Regions from separate parts of the Mus musculus genome. Here region 2 is linked to region 1. A link is a contact called in public HiChIP or PLAC-seq data. All regions are on one chromosome and are shown on one strand. Each heading gives the region's core, a stretch centred on a gene start, on an enhancer-like site or on the middle of the called end of the contact. The rest is flanking DNA. Distances are from core to core; before and after follow the strand shown.

The links. HiChIP or PLAC-seq counts read pairs in DNA pulled down with a chosen protein or histone mark.
Region 2: a contact with region 1 is called in an H3K27ac HiChIP or PLAC-seq map of embryonic stem cells, with 5 read pairs. The contact joins the promoter of Ralgapa2 here to the enhancer-like site in region 1. A contact is called at or near these places in 5 of 39 promoter capture datasets (the 3T3-L1 cell line, 3T3-L1-derived adipocytes and liver), 11 of 484 Hi-C or Micro-C datasets (the AML12 cell line, brown adipocytes, embryonic stem cells and 4 more), 4 of 115 datasets of contacts at active chromatin or transcription factors (CD8 T cells, embryonic stem cells, hepatocytes and 1 more) and 2 of 9 other capture datasets (adipose tissue and liver).

What each region holds. Positions count from the first base shown.
Region 1 is chr2:146,462,869-146,469,756 of GRCm38.p6, forward strand. The region is part of intron 3 of Ralgapa2 (Ral GTPase activating protein, alpha subunit 2 (catalytic)); the gene reads right to left. Among named protein-coding and RNA genes, the nearest start is that of Ralgapa2, 46 kb to the right of the region's middle. Within about 2 kb of position 4,128, at least 4 of the 459 cell types and tissues checked have an H3K27ac peak or open chromatin away from gene starts, as enhancers often do. A contact at or near this core is called in embryonic stem cells, where this site is marked.
Region 2 is chr2:146,509,710-146,516,750 of GRCm38.p6, forward strand. It overlaps Ralgapa2 (Ral GTPase activating protein, alpha subunit 2 (catalytic)), which reads right to left and starts at 2,295. Exons shown (of 41, transcript NM_001033348.3): 1 at 2,085-2,295. The coding sequence starts at 2,190.

The DNA of each region.
Region 1 (6,888 bases), core at 2,878-5,377:
AAAAAGCTCTGAAGACACACTACATCTTACTTCAAATACTCAGCAAAGATCTAATTCTTAAGTTAAAAATAAATAAGCAAATCTTTCTCATTAGTATACAAATTTGATTTCATCTTTAATAAATGGTAAAGTTATATGTATACCAAAGTTTTGCTTTATGCTTCTTTGAGATTTATTAACAATAACTGTTTGGGATATATATTTCATACCTATATACCTGGGGCAGGTAAAGTTTCTCTGACAAGGGGGGGGGTCATAAGTAGAAAAATTTAGGAAGTCCTCCTCTACATGATGACAATAAAAGCTCACATGAGCCTTGTCCTACAAAAGGATATAATTTTTAATACCCCTCTTCCTACCCACACCGCCACTGTGGCTGTAGAATACAATACATGGGAGCAAGAGCCCACAGAAGTACGTAAGCCCAGCCAGCGGAGAGCAGCACAGCACAGCACCTCAGCATCTGAACTAGAAATGAGAGCCTCCACAGCTCGGCTGCTGCCAGAGCAAACAACTCAAGAGCCACCTGTAACCACATCAGGGCCCAGGCCACTGTCTTTGGTAACAAATGAACAGTCATCTTCACAAGACAAAAATCTTTGGAAAATAGACTACAAAATAGACTAAAATAGACTACAATACAAATAGGAAACAGCTGAGAGAAGAGAAGGAATGGGAAGGAAACTGGATGAGCAGGGGAGCCCTACCAGCTGAGGGAACTCTGGAGCACAGTCCCAGGCAGCTGGAAGTGAGCTGCTATACTCCAGGCCCATGGAGAAAAGAGCACGCCACAGGAAGACTGAAGGCACTAAGACCCAGAAGCTATCACCCATGCCTCTCTCACAGTAGGTGGCAAACTAAAGGGGAATCTGAGCAACTCATCTTTGTTGTGTGCCACAGTAATGTTTAAATTATTAATTCGCTTATTCTCATCAGATTGAAAGGCTGGAACCCTAAGAGAAGTGTACCCCACTTCAGGGGCCAGATGCTCCCCCAGCTGTTTCCAATTCATTCAGAAGTGGCTTCACATGGATGGACGTGAAGTCCTCCTATGGTTCGCTGCCTACTTCCTGACAGTTCTGTTTGCCTGAGCCAAGAGCTCACCTTCTTCTGTATTCTCCTTCGAGGGAAGCTCCTAGCTACAAGGTAGGACCACTTCTGGATACCACTCTTCAAGAAGGTGCTAAGTGTATTAAAGATTCAGGGTGAGCCAGGCCGTGGTGGTGCATGCCTTTATTCCTAGCACAGGGGAGGCAGAGGCAGGTGGATCTCTGAGTTTGAGGTTAGCCTGGTCTTCAGAACATGTTCCAGGACAGCAAGAGCTGTACAGAAAAACCCTGTCTTGAAAAGCCAAAAAAAAAGAAAGAAAGAAAAAAAAAAGATTCAGAGTGGATTTTGTCTTGATATGACATGCCCACTGGTTTTCAGATTTTTAACTTTTAATAGAAACCAAACTACTTTTCAGTTTCCAAAATAGATATTAATATTCCTCAGTTGTTTTTTTTATTAGTATATGGCAATGAAAAAGCACCTTTTAATATAAGAAAACAGAAAAAGCATCAAACAGGTAAGCGTAAAGATGTTTCCATATTGTCCAAGTCTCCCACAAAATCATCTCCAATTCACGTAAGGTCAGGTCAGGACAGGCCTTACTACTTCTCGTAAGTATTCAGATTTATGGAATGGGGCTACATTAAGGAGATTAAGAAATAAACTCCAAGCTGGATGTGGTGGCACACGCCTTTAATCCCAGCACTTGGGAGGCAGAGGCAGGCAGATTTCTGAGTTCGAGGCCAGCCTGGTCTACAGAGTGAGTTCCAAGACAGCCAGGGCTACACAGAGAAACCCTGTCTCGAAAAACCAAAAAAAAAAAAAAAAAAAAAGAAAAAGAAAGAAACTCCAAGGTTTAGATATGAAACATTGGGTCTAATGAATGTAATAATTCCAGAAGGACCTGTGAGATGGGCTGATAGATAAATTCACTGGCCATCAAGCCTGACAACCTGAGTTCAATTCCCAGGACCTATGATGGAAGCAAGAGTATTAACTTCCACAAGCTTCCCCTTCATATGCACTCCATGGTACATGGGCATGCACGTTCACAAGCAGATTCACACACACACACACACACACACACACACTAGTTTTTTTAAAAGAATATTTCCTAAATGACAGAATTTTATACAACAATTCAGAGACTGAAACAATAGCCATACTAACGCATCTTTCTGGACACTAATATTGTGAGGGGTGCTTTTTATGGATTAAATCCTATGAGGGTCAATAAATAAAGAGCCAAACACAACTACCCAGTCTAAATGCTAAGCCTGTGCCTCAGAAGTCCCAGATGAAGCCTACCTTTGGTGAGGCAAATGCAATCTGGCATTTCATGTACTGCAGCTGATATTCTAAGCTATACTGCTGTGAATGCCACATAAGCTATTGACATCTTGTTTGTAGTTTCACTGGAGAATAAAATAAAAAAATTTCAAGAAAGCCACACAGTGTGAATAAATATTACTTTTCTGGAAAACACATGACTCTGTTTAATGCTCAGTGCTCAGCTGAATCTATATGGTAATCCATTACAGCACACTCAAAATCGAAATTAGGTCTTACTACCGATCAGCACATCAGGGAATCTGTCATTCTTTTAACTGATTATCTATAGCTACTTTTTCTTCAGAACATACTGCATGACCAGGAATAATATGAAACATAAGCTGGAGTTTATACAAGATGCTACCATGAACTTTAAAACCACCAGTCTTCATTTAATTTAGATGGGAAACTTTTTGTTCCCCAAACTATTACCAGATGACTGCAGCACGCCAAGTTGGTTCACACTTGATTTCAAGTCTACATGGAAAGCAGTGAAGAATGAGGAAGATACTAATGCAGACCAGTTAATCTACCTGAAACACTAGCCAATTAAACCTGTTCAGCTCGGGACTAGAGAGCCAGGGAGTAACCCTTCCCCAAACCAGCTGTAGGGCATGATGCTGTGCGAAGAGAAGATGCTGCCCTGGGAGGAAACAGACTTCCTTTAAAAGAACAGACATCCTAGCTCCTTGACCTTGGAAGTAACAAATGTACAGGGAACTTAGATTGAGAATTGGAAGTCCCTTCAGGAGAGCATTCTGTGGGTGTCTTGACTACACAACTTCTGGCTTCAGAAGGAACCACGGACAGCCTGCACACACTTCCATATCAACCTACAGGACACATCTTTTTCACTACCGTCTGGTGGATTTTTACCAGTTACTAAAAATAACTCAACTCTGATATAAACAGAGTATTTTCACTAGCGGTCAATACTTGTTTAGAACCTTTAAATTCAAGTAAGACAGAGCTAAAACAAACAAACAGATAATCTTAACAATAAAATGAATACATTTTAGCTCAAAAAAATGCTTTATTACTTATACCAGAAATCCTTTCTACTACACAATACTACTTAATCTCTCAGCATGCTGTTATGGAATAAGTAAAACACAGTTCTGTATTGTCAGATTCCTATTGGTCACTGTAAATACTAAATTCACATTTCACCTCCTGGAACGCAACCACTTCAAAACAACCTTCCAGCATTCTTCTCAGGTGGACAGGCATAAGGCCCACTCTGCCATTACAGCTGGATTCCCTGGGAGAAAGGACTTACACTTTAGTGATACATCAAGTATCCTCAACATCAGGACCAGTGCCTAGCACACAATATTTTCTAATAAGCAGTGGCACAAGCAAACAGATCGATAAAAAGTCATGAAAAGAAATCAAAGGAATTCTAGTTTTAGTACACACACACACACACACACACACACACACACACACACACACACATGAGTTTGAGGCCAGCCTGGTCTATAGAGCTCCAGGACAGCCAAGGCTACACAGAGAAATCCTGTCAAAAAAAAAAAAAAGGTAAGGGGAAGGAAAAGAAAGAAGAAAGAAATCAAGAAATCAACCAACCAACCAACCATGGCAGGGAAGCACTAGGTGGCAGTTAATAAAACTGAAAATGTAACTGTGTCTCCAAACATTTTACATCTCAATACATGCTTAGGTCATTGCTTAAAAGATAATGATTTCTTAGCCCAGGAGAAAACAGACTTAAAATCTCTAAGAACTTAGACTTAATTTACAATACAAAAAAGGCTGGGCGTGGTGGCTCAGGCCTTTAATCCCAGCACTTGGGAGGCAGAGGCAATCGGATTTCTGAGTTTGAAGCCAGCCTGGTCTACAGAGTGAGTTCCAGGACAGCCAGGGCTATACAGAGAAATCCTGTCTCGAAAAACAAACAAACAAACAAACAAGCAAACAACACAAAAAGGACATTTAAAATAAATATGGAACATACTGTTTTTAAAGAGAGACATATCAGACATTCTACATTTTTTTTAATCAACCAAGATACTGAAAACCTGATTATCAATTGTCATGGTTTGAATATGCTTGGCCCAGGGAGTAGCACTATTTGGAGATGTGGCCCTGTTGGAATAGGTGTGTCACTGTGAGTGTGGGCTTTAAGACCGTCATCCTAGTTGCCTGGAAGTCAGTCTTTTGCTAGCAGCCTTCAGATAAAGATGTAGACCTCTCAGCTCCTCCTGCCTGGATGCTGCCATGTTCCTACCTTAGTGATAATGGACTGAACCTCTAGCCCTGTAAGTCAGCCCCAATTAAATGTTGTCCTTGTAAGAGTTGCCTTGGTCACAGTGTCTGTTCACAGCAGTAAACCCTAACTAGGACATCAATGAAGACCTAAAAAGACAAAGGTATCCTAATGACAAAGGTTTTTGTTTACTTAAGTTAACCCAAAGCAGCAAAAAGGGCGGGGGGTGGGGGGTGACTTTATTCCATGCAAGTACCATGCAGCTGCAATGATGGTTCCACAAAAGAGACAATCCCAAAGAAAAATTGAAATGTGTCCTCAAAAACAAAGTAAATAAAAAGGAAAATTGAGTTTTAGTGTTTCTGATTTATGTTCTTAAAGACTCAAGTGTTATATTGAAGAGATGATGAAAACTTGGGGAAACTAATGAAGTAGATATGTAATTAGATAACCTTCTGAAATCATAAAATATTAACTAATGAGGATGGAAAGCATGGTTAGCACTAAACTAGACTATTACAGATTACCCCATGAGCCAGTACAGTACACATCACGAACTCCCCAGAACCACATAAAAGAACACACACAAGAAATGCCTGGACAAAACACACTTAAAGTTGTAAATTCAATATAAATCTAAAAAGCACTAGGCAAAAACCAAATAGAAAATGTAGTATATTCCTTAAACAACAGCAACAAGGCTGACCTTGGCCTTTTCATCAGCTGCGGTGAAGTGATCATGAGTCACAGAGTGGACGTCAGGACAGTGAGAAAGTGAGGACAACAGGGACCCAAAGCACACCATGGGCCTATACAGCAATGCAGTTCCTGGTGTTTCTGAAGCAAATTACATCTACCTCAGACATACACATTAAAGGGTGGGTGGTAATGATCTGAAAATTATATAGTCACCTACGTATGCTTTTATATATCTGAAGTTTAAGGAAAGGTGTTTCTGAGCTAGAATTATATCAGCCACATATCTTCCCTTCTTCAACAAAGTACATAATTCACCTTCTAGCAACAAGGATTAATCAAAGTAGTTCCCTAATAAGAATAGAGCATAAAGATCCTGTAGCAGTGAGCTGTATTTACATAACTGGCATTTAATATGTTAATAAAAATAGATTCTCCAAATCATTTAATATAAGAGAAATAGCAACTGAAAATATTATAATAAAATAATGTAGATATAAATTGTTCAAAATGCTGAGAAATAAGAAATGCAAGAGACATGTACTCACAAGAAAATAATAAATTCAATAAATGCACCATTCAGATGGTATAGGTTTAAGTTACCTTTTAATAAACTAATTAATTAATATTCTTGTTAAGTACCCATTCTGTGCCAGGTACCATGAGAAAGACTAGAGATAGACAAAAGAAGCACTATCTCTGCCTTGACAGCATAATCTAAGGGGAAAAGGCAGAAATATCTCTGAACAAAATCCTTAAGAAAACAAAGGGTGAGCCTACAAGAGAAGGGCATTTCAGGAAGATTAAACAGTGTCCACCCCACCCCCAGAAAGCTTTTCTGCTGCTCTGAGGACTTCCAAAGGTTGCCAATAGGGACAAGAATAAGACAGGAATGAGGAGGCAGAGACCAGATGAAGAGGGCCCTTGAGAGAGTGCTGGGAGTGCAACAGCCCAGATGGCAATGGGAACCAGCACTGCATTGCAGGAGAGCACTGGAGAGGCTGAGGGAGAGAGCAGAGGACTGATGCCTATAGACTAGTTGGTTAGATACTCCTCTGCCGGATGGAGCATGAGATGTGCAGAACCACAGACAAAACAGGAAAGCATTCCCATTACGCACTAACACATAAACTTTCAAACATTTGAAGCCTTGGAAGCAGAAACATGATACATTTTATAAGTTTATCTTTTCACTTGCACATCATATTCAGGTCTAACCCTCTCTAAGAAAACACCTCACTAGGATGTCTCATAGACTCTCAACTTTGTAGCATAAAATTCTGCCATAAGAGGTGAGCTTTGCCCTGAAGAAAGGTCAGCTCTAAGAAGTCGTCTTTGTACACATGAAACTCACATAAAAGGTGTCAGTCACGCCCTTTAGTTAGTCTCCAATTCACGCAAGCTTCTGGTTTTTGGCTAAAATCTATATGTCTTTCATCCTCTTCTATTTTGTACTAGCATATCTAATTGGCTCTCCTTTCCATATCGTTCTTTTATTTAAAAAAAAATTCACTTTGAGAGAATCTGCATAGGGAAGGAGACAGAAACAGCAGAGCATGCATGCAATGCTTGGTTGCTGCCAC
Region 2 (7,041 bases), core at 1,045-3,544, 45 kb after region 1:
CATGGCTCAGAGGTTAAGAGCACCTGCTGCTCTTATACAGAATTTGGTTCCCAGTAGTCCCTCAGAGCAATTCACAATCACCTTTAATTCCAGCCCCAGGGGATCTGTCTACTGGCCTCTATGGTAACTATACTCACTAGCACAAAGCCCACCACACACACACACACACACACACACACACACACACATTAAAAAGATAAAATCATAAAGAGATGCCATTGGCCAGGTTCACAGCCTATCCCTGCCACTTGCACCTGGAAGGAGCCACACACCTTAGGGGAGAAATTAAGGATACTCAGACCTGAAAGTATCCATTTTCTCTGGACGGTAACAAAGACAGTGTATCTCTAAGAAACCACTCTGGTCTAGGTTTTCTGTCTTTATAAAATGTAGCCAACTTAATCTTGGCCTTCTTGGTCAGAACAAAGGTTTAAATTCTTCAGCACAGAAAAAGTTCCAAAGTATCAAATGCCTTAAAATACTGTTCAGTTCTCCTTTATCAAGAATGCCCCTGCAGCAGGAACTAATCAGATACTAAGGACCCAACACAAAGCACTTGTGTGCCTAGACATTTCACTACAGGAAGGAGAAAGTTCAACTTACCAAGAACATCACATTTTGCTTTCAGAAGTCCAGAAACTAATCCTTCTAACAGTAACTGATTTACATTCATTATAAACTGAACACATTAAGTGTAATATCTGGGGATCTGAGATAGTAACTTCAGTTGTCAAAATCTGGTGGGTTTTGAGGGGGAAGGGAGTAGGTTTTGAGGCAACAGTCATGGTTTTGAGTTTTGCATTTGGTTGGTTCATTGGTTGGCTGATTGGCTGGCCAATCCCCCACTCAGAAATAGTTTACACAATATAAATAGAAATAATTAGCAACTCTTAATCTCATTAACAAGAATGCTTAAAATTCTCACCTATAAAATGAATTCTTTTGTGCCCTATTTTCTCAAGTGGCAGATGGTCTAAAATTTTAAAAACACTGGGTTTTTAATTTTTTATTATTGTTTCAACAGTATACATATGTAGAAGAAACCTGTCTTTTCCTTGGCCCCCAAATACAGATAAGTCTGTCCAGACAGACAGAAGATAGAACTAATGCATAGCCTAGCCAAGCTACACATCACCAGCATCAGATAACCTGTGGACACTTCACACCCACAGGGGAGAGCTTTCAAGCCATCACAAGTCAATTCCAGGCCCACTTGGGCTCTGCAGAACCTCCACCCTGCAGGCCATGAATAGGGAAGGCAAAAGGGAGTAATGGTTGTCACTCTGATGATAAGGGAGAAGCTGCCTCCCTGGACCCAAAGAAAGCCTAGCTTCCTCTGATCAGAGCCCCCTTCACACCAAAGACCCAAGGAAACAGCTATCAGCCGGACCCTTCCATCCTCCCTCCCCCAACCCCCAAAAAATGTAAATTTAAAAGAGAGAAGGGCAGGAGAGAAGAAATGACATCTAATCTGTCCTGGGGTCAGCTGAAATCAATCCTACCTAAAGTCTTACACTCAAACATAGTAACATTTTAAAAGGAGAGTGAGTGAGAGATGGTAGTTCAACGAAGTCTGTGATGGGACCACATGAGCTATTGGTCTAACCCAAGTTGTCAAGAATTTAAATTTTTAGAATGGGAGAGGGAGAGGGAGGTGGCAGAGAGGAGGTGGCAGAGAGGTAGGGCTGCGTGTGCGTGTGTGTGTGTGTGTGTGTGTGTGTGTGTGTGTGTGTGTGTGTGTGTTCAAGCCCGCCCCACTTGTGCTTGGTTTATTTCCTGGAGAGGACAGCTTATAGTCACCTCTGTGCCTGCTCTCAGGCACAGAGGTTACCCGAGGCTAGGCACCCAAAAGAGAATCCTGGCTAAGTTTACACTTGGGACGACAGAGCAGCGCCCAGGGCCAACGTACAGCCTTCAGGAACAATGCCTCAAGGGTCCCGATCTAGGCTAGCAAAGGTCGGCTGCGCACCATTCCCAGCTCTCTACATCACTCGGACCTGAGACCCCATCAGGCCCACGCCGCGGGTGGGACCCGGCCCTCCCGGCAGGTGGCTCTGACCCACAGCCCACGCCCCACGCCTCACCCAGCAGCGCCCGCAGGTGCTTCAGGCGGGTCAGCACGTCCTTCTTGGGGTCCAGCACCTTCTGCGTGGACTTTTTCACATCTCCGTGGCTCCTTCGGGAGAACATCCCGCCGCGGTAAGCCTGGGCCCCGCCGGCGGGGCAGGAGGCGCCTGCGCCGCACGAGTCACTGCATAGGGTCGCGACGGGCGCGTGTCGCTCCGGCCACAAGCCGCCCCCCTCCCGGCCGCCTCGCCGCCTCAGCCTCAGCGGAGGCTCCAGGAAGGAGGGGCGGGCCGAACGGTCAGGGGCGGGGCAGGAAGGCGGTGTCGATGCGAAACCCTCGGCCCCGCCCCACGGGTGCCTCTGGTCCGCCCTCCGGCGCGACGCACGCGCACATCCCGGACTGTTCACGCACTAGGAGCCTGAGGCTAGGAACCTCGCGGGGACGCGCGCCCAGCTTCGAGTCTGCGCAGTGACCTCCAATCAGATTGCGGTGTTTTCCATATGACCAGGACCGCGAGCTCCCGCCCCTATATGGGCCGCAAGTGCTCCCGGGAACTGTAGTCCCCACAAGACGAAGCGCAGCGACCTGCTTTCCAGAGTGCTAGATGCCACCCTTGAAACTCACACTCCCTCCCCTCTACTGCCTGGCCTGCGTACCTACCCCTCCCAACCCCCCACTCTCTCACAGACACACACAAAGTAAGAAAAGCTGTAGGACTTTTAAATTTTGAAAACTATTTCTAGATTTTTTTTTTTTTTTTTTACTTCTGGATTCACACTAAGGAGCAAGACAAAGCACGTGTGGCCATGTCAAAATCTGATCTCTAATTTCACACTAAAGTAAATAAATGGCTTTGGTAGCAGAGAAGAGTGGGCCTGTTGTCCAGTGAGGTCCACTCAGTCCCCAAGGCATCTGGAACCCAATCTCAAGTGCAGAGGTCAGTCTTGCCTCTTGCTTTGCGGATAGAGCTCCTGGGTTATGCAAGGCCTCATAGCAATCCAATAACAGAACCAGAAATAGAACCTGAAGGACCTGACTCTCGGGCCAACATGCTTTTTAAGGCCAGATGCCTATTCACTGAAGCAAGACTTTAAGACAGAAGATGCTCAAATGATTTCTTACCAGAAAACTGACTATATAATTGTTTATTATCATCTGGATCCCCAAGGTTTGATATTTTGGCTTTATTAGCAAGTACCTAAAGAGGCACCTTAGAATCACATGTTTTTCATCCAAATAGGCATAATCCAAGAGTCTTTTTCTCTAGTGGAGGAAAGTGCTAGAAATGTACACACCCTTGTATTAAGCTTGGTATTTGATCTCTACAGGCACTCAATAAACTCATTAAGTTAAAAAAAAAAAAAGATGATAAAGCAGCCCTACACATTTCAACTCAGCATGCAAAAACTTCTCCGTTCTGGTAAATTCTATTTTTAGAGTTATCAAAATAGCATGGCTACGACTAAGATATACCCAAAGGAACAGTATTTAGCCAAAAAAACAAAACAAAACAAAACAAAACAGACTACAGACAGATCACCTAACAGCAGAAATCTCACAGACCTAGAGATGTAATCTCCATGCCTAGGATGATGGGAGAGCTGTTGCGCCTCCTGCATCCCCAGATGACATCATAGATGAAGGCCATAATCTCCCCAATTCTGTTGTAAGGGAGAGAAGTGATGCTGTCTCTAACATTACGGCAAGAGTATTTGTCACCATCAGTTTATCCTGTGCCCTGTTTCAGATTTTAAAACACATGTTCACTGTTCCATTCCTTTGAACAAGGACATCTTTTCTTACACTGATTGAAAAAGTAAAATGAATTTATCCCACTGAAATCAATTTTTCTCTTGCAATGTGAGCTCTCATTATTAGCAAACATCTAGTAAAGACCTATGGTGTAAAAACAAGATCCTAAGCCCAGGAAATAACAGATATTACAAGAAGCAGTTCTCTCACTGCCAGAGCTTCCAATCCAACTGAGGAGGAAAAACTAGACAAATATATGCATTTCTGTATGCTAAATATATGGCAGTGTTAGAAACTGGATAGACAAAAACCAGGCATCTATGCATGTAAGTTCATCTCATCTATCATACTTACAGAGTGAAGACATAAGACTGCAACACCCACCTCCCTTTTTAAAAGAATCACGTATTAGTGTTTTGATGCTTATTTACCCAGGACACCTCCCAGTTTTGTTTTGTTGGGGTTTTTTGATTGTTGCTGTTCTCTCAAAAAATCCTCTTGTTGGTCTTCTAACCCCTTGAGGAAATTATTCACCCTGAAGTTACTTACTTCTTCCTTGGGCTTTAGAGTGTCAAGTACTTTTCAGACACTCCATTGCCGCCTTAATCAATAAATAACAAACATGAAATTCAAAGTTTAAAACTTGGGGCTGGAGAGATGCCTCAGTGCTTAGGAGTTCTGGCTGTTCGACTACAGGAGCCAGGTTCAATTTCCAGCACTTCCATGGTGGCTCACAACCATCTATAACTCTAGTCTCAGAGGTCAGATGCCCTTTCCAGCCTCTGAGGACAGATGTGCACACAGGGCACAGACATACACCCATACACATAAAATAAAGATCAGTATGTGGGGCCAGAGAATTGGCTCGGTAGTTAAGAGCACTTGCTGCTCCTCCAGAGGATCCAAATTCTGTTCCCAGCACCTATGTAGGTGGCTCAAAATCACCTGTAACTCCAGCTCTAGGGTGTGTGACATTCTCTTCTGACCTCTGCAGCCATCAGCACATACCTAGCACAGACTTACACAATCACAAAATGTAAAAAAAAAAATTAAAATCTAAAAAAGAAAAATTTAGCTTGTAACAGACAAAGTAATGCTACTCTGAAATAACACTTAGAAAGAAAGAAAGAAAAAAAAAAAAAGACAGGATGTTACCAGTAGTTAGAGGAGGTGCTGTCTGCCTTGGGTGTTTCCAGGTTCTTGGCCTCTTATTCAACAATGAAATAAAAGCCTACACAAATTGCAAAGTAGAGAGGAAACTTTATTTAAAGCAAAGCAATAGAAAAAAGATGAGAATGCACAGTAGGGAGCAGCAGGCAGCATGTGTGAAAATACTCAAAGGTCCTAATTAGTGCTTGGAGCAGTAATTTGGGGCGGGGGCAAAAAAAGAAGAAGAGAATGAGTTATTTAGTAATTAAGGGGTACTTCTCCATCATGGTTAATAGATATGAATTATGCTAGCTTTGCTCCATAAAGTGTCTTATTTTAATCATATCCATGCCCAGTTATGCATAAGCATAAAATGGTAAATAGAAAATCCATAGGTGCACACAGTGTTGTCTTACTGAGCATGAACCCAAACTTGCTTGGGCTAGATCATTCTTTCTATTCTGATAGAGATGAATCTGTCTATGTTTGATGGTCATTAAAGAGAGGAGAAACAGTATCCCACTGTTCAGAGAGGGGTGTGTATGCAGCAGCAAATGGAAAGGTCCTTGGTTGCTAGCAAGTTGCCAGGTACATTGTTAGGAGTGAAGTGTGTGTGCATTGTTCATCGAGGTAACAGTCTCAGACTGCCAAGTACACTATTATTAGACTAGGGCTGTGGAAAAAAAAAAACAATTAAAATCCAGTACTACTAAACTACTTCCTATGCTTGCCTGATTCAGGGACAGTGCTTGCCTAGCATGTATAAAGTTCTGCGCTCTTTTCTAATATGTCAAAGTGGACATGGAATCACATGCCTATAATCCACCATCCTATAGGGAAGTAAAGGCAAAAGAAGAAGGAAGAAGAAGAAGAAGAAGAAGAAGAAGAAGAAGAAGAAGAAGAAGAAGAAGAAGAGGAGGAGGAGGAGGAGGAGGAGGAGGAGGAGGAGGAGGAGGAGGAGGAGGAGGAGGAGGAGGAGGAGGAGGAGGAGGAGGAGAGGGAGGAGGAGGAGGAAGATAAACAACTGGAAGTTCAAGGTCATTGTCTTAGTCAGGGTTTCTATTCCTGCACACACAACATGACCAAGAACAAGTTGAGGAAAGGGTGTATTCAGCTTACACTTCCACATTGCAGTTCATCACCAAAGGAAGTCAGGACTGGAACTCAAGCAGGTCAGGAAGCAGGAGCTGATGCAGAGGCCATGGAAGGATGTTGCTTACTTGAATGCTTCCCCTGGCTTGCTCATCTTGCTTTCTTATAGAACTGAGGACTACCAGCCCAGGGATGGCACCACCCACAAGGGGCCCTTCCCCCTTGATCACTAATTGAGAAAATGCCCTACAGCTGGATCTCATGGAGGCATTTCCTCAACTGAAGCTCCTTTCTCCGTGATAACTCCAGCTTGTGTCAACTTGACACACAAAACCAGCCAGTACAGTCATCTTCAGCTACAAAGAAAATTTGTCGTCAGTCTGAGCTAGAGACTCCAAAATAAAAAGAAAGGAAGAAAGACAGACAGGCAGACAGGCACTGATAAGGCATCTACAAGATGGCAGTGCTATAGAAAATGTAGCTGGCAGAGAATATACATAATTTTACAAGTCATACAAGGGAAAGTTGGCAACATTATATACTTGCTCATTGCCCCCAGTAATTCATCTAAGAGTATACTGTCTCCTCCAGTGTAAAACTGAATGTGAAGGAATAACCTTCCCAGCCTTTTGCTAGTATCCAATGTAGCAGTTGTAACAGTGTCTCTTAACCCTCCAAAGAGTTCCTCTGTGTTCCAATCTCTAGAAACTACAACTGAAACTTTATTTGAAAGAAAGGTTCTTTAAACATAATTAAATTTAAAAATTTGAGGTAAGATCACTGTAGATTCTCTGGATGGGTCTCAAATCCACTGGCAAATGTGCTTGTAAGAAATGGAGAGAACAGGGACAGTGAAATGGCTCAGTAGGTCAAGGTGCTTTCTGCCCCAAGATACAAGCTGGATGGCCTGAGTTCTACCCCTGCAGGACACCATACACACACACACACACACACACACACACACACACACACACACACAC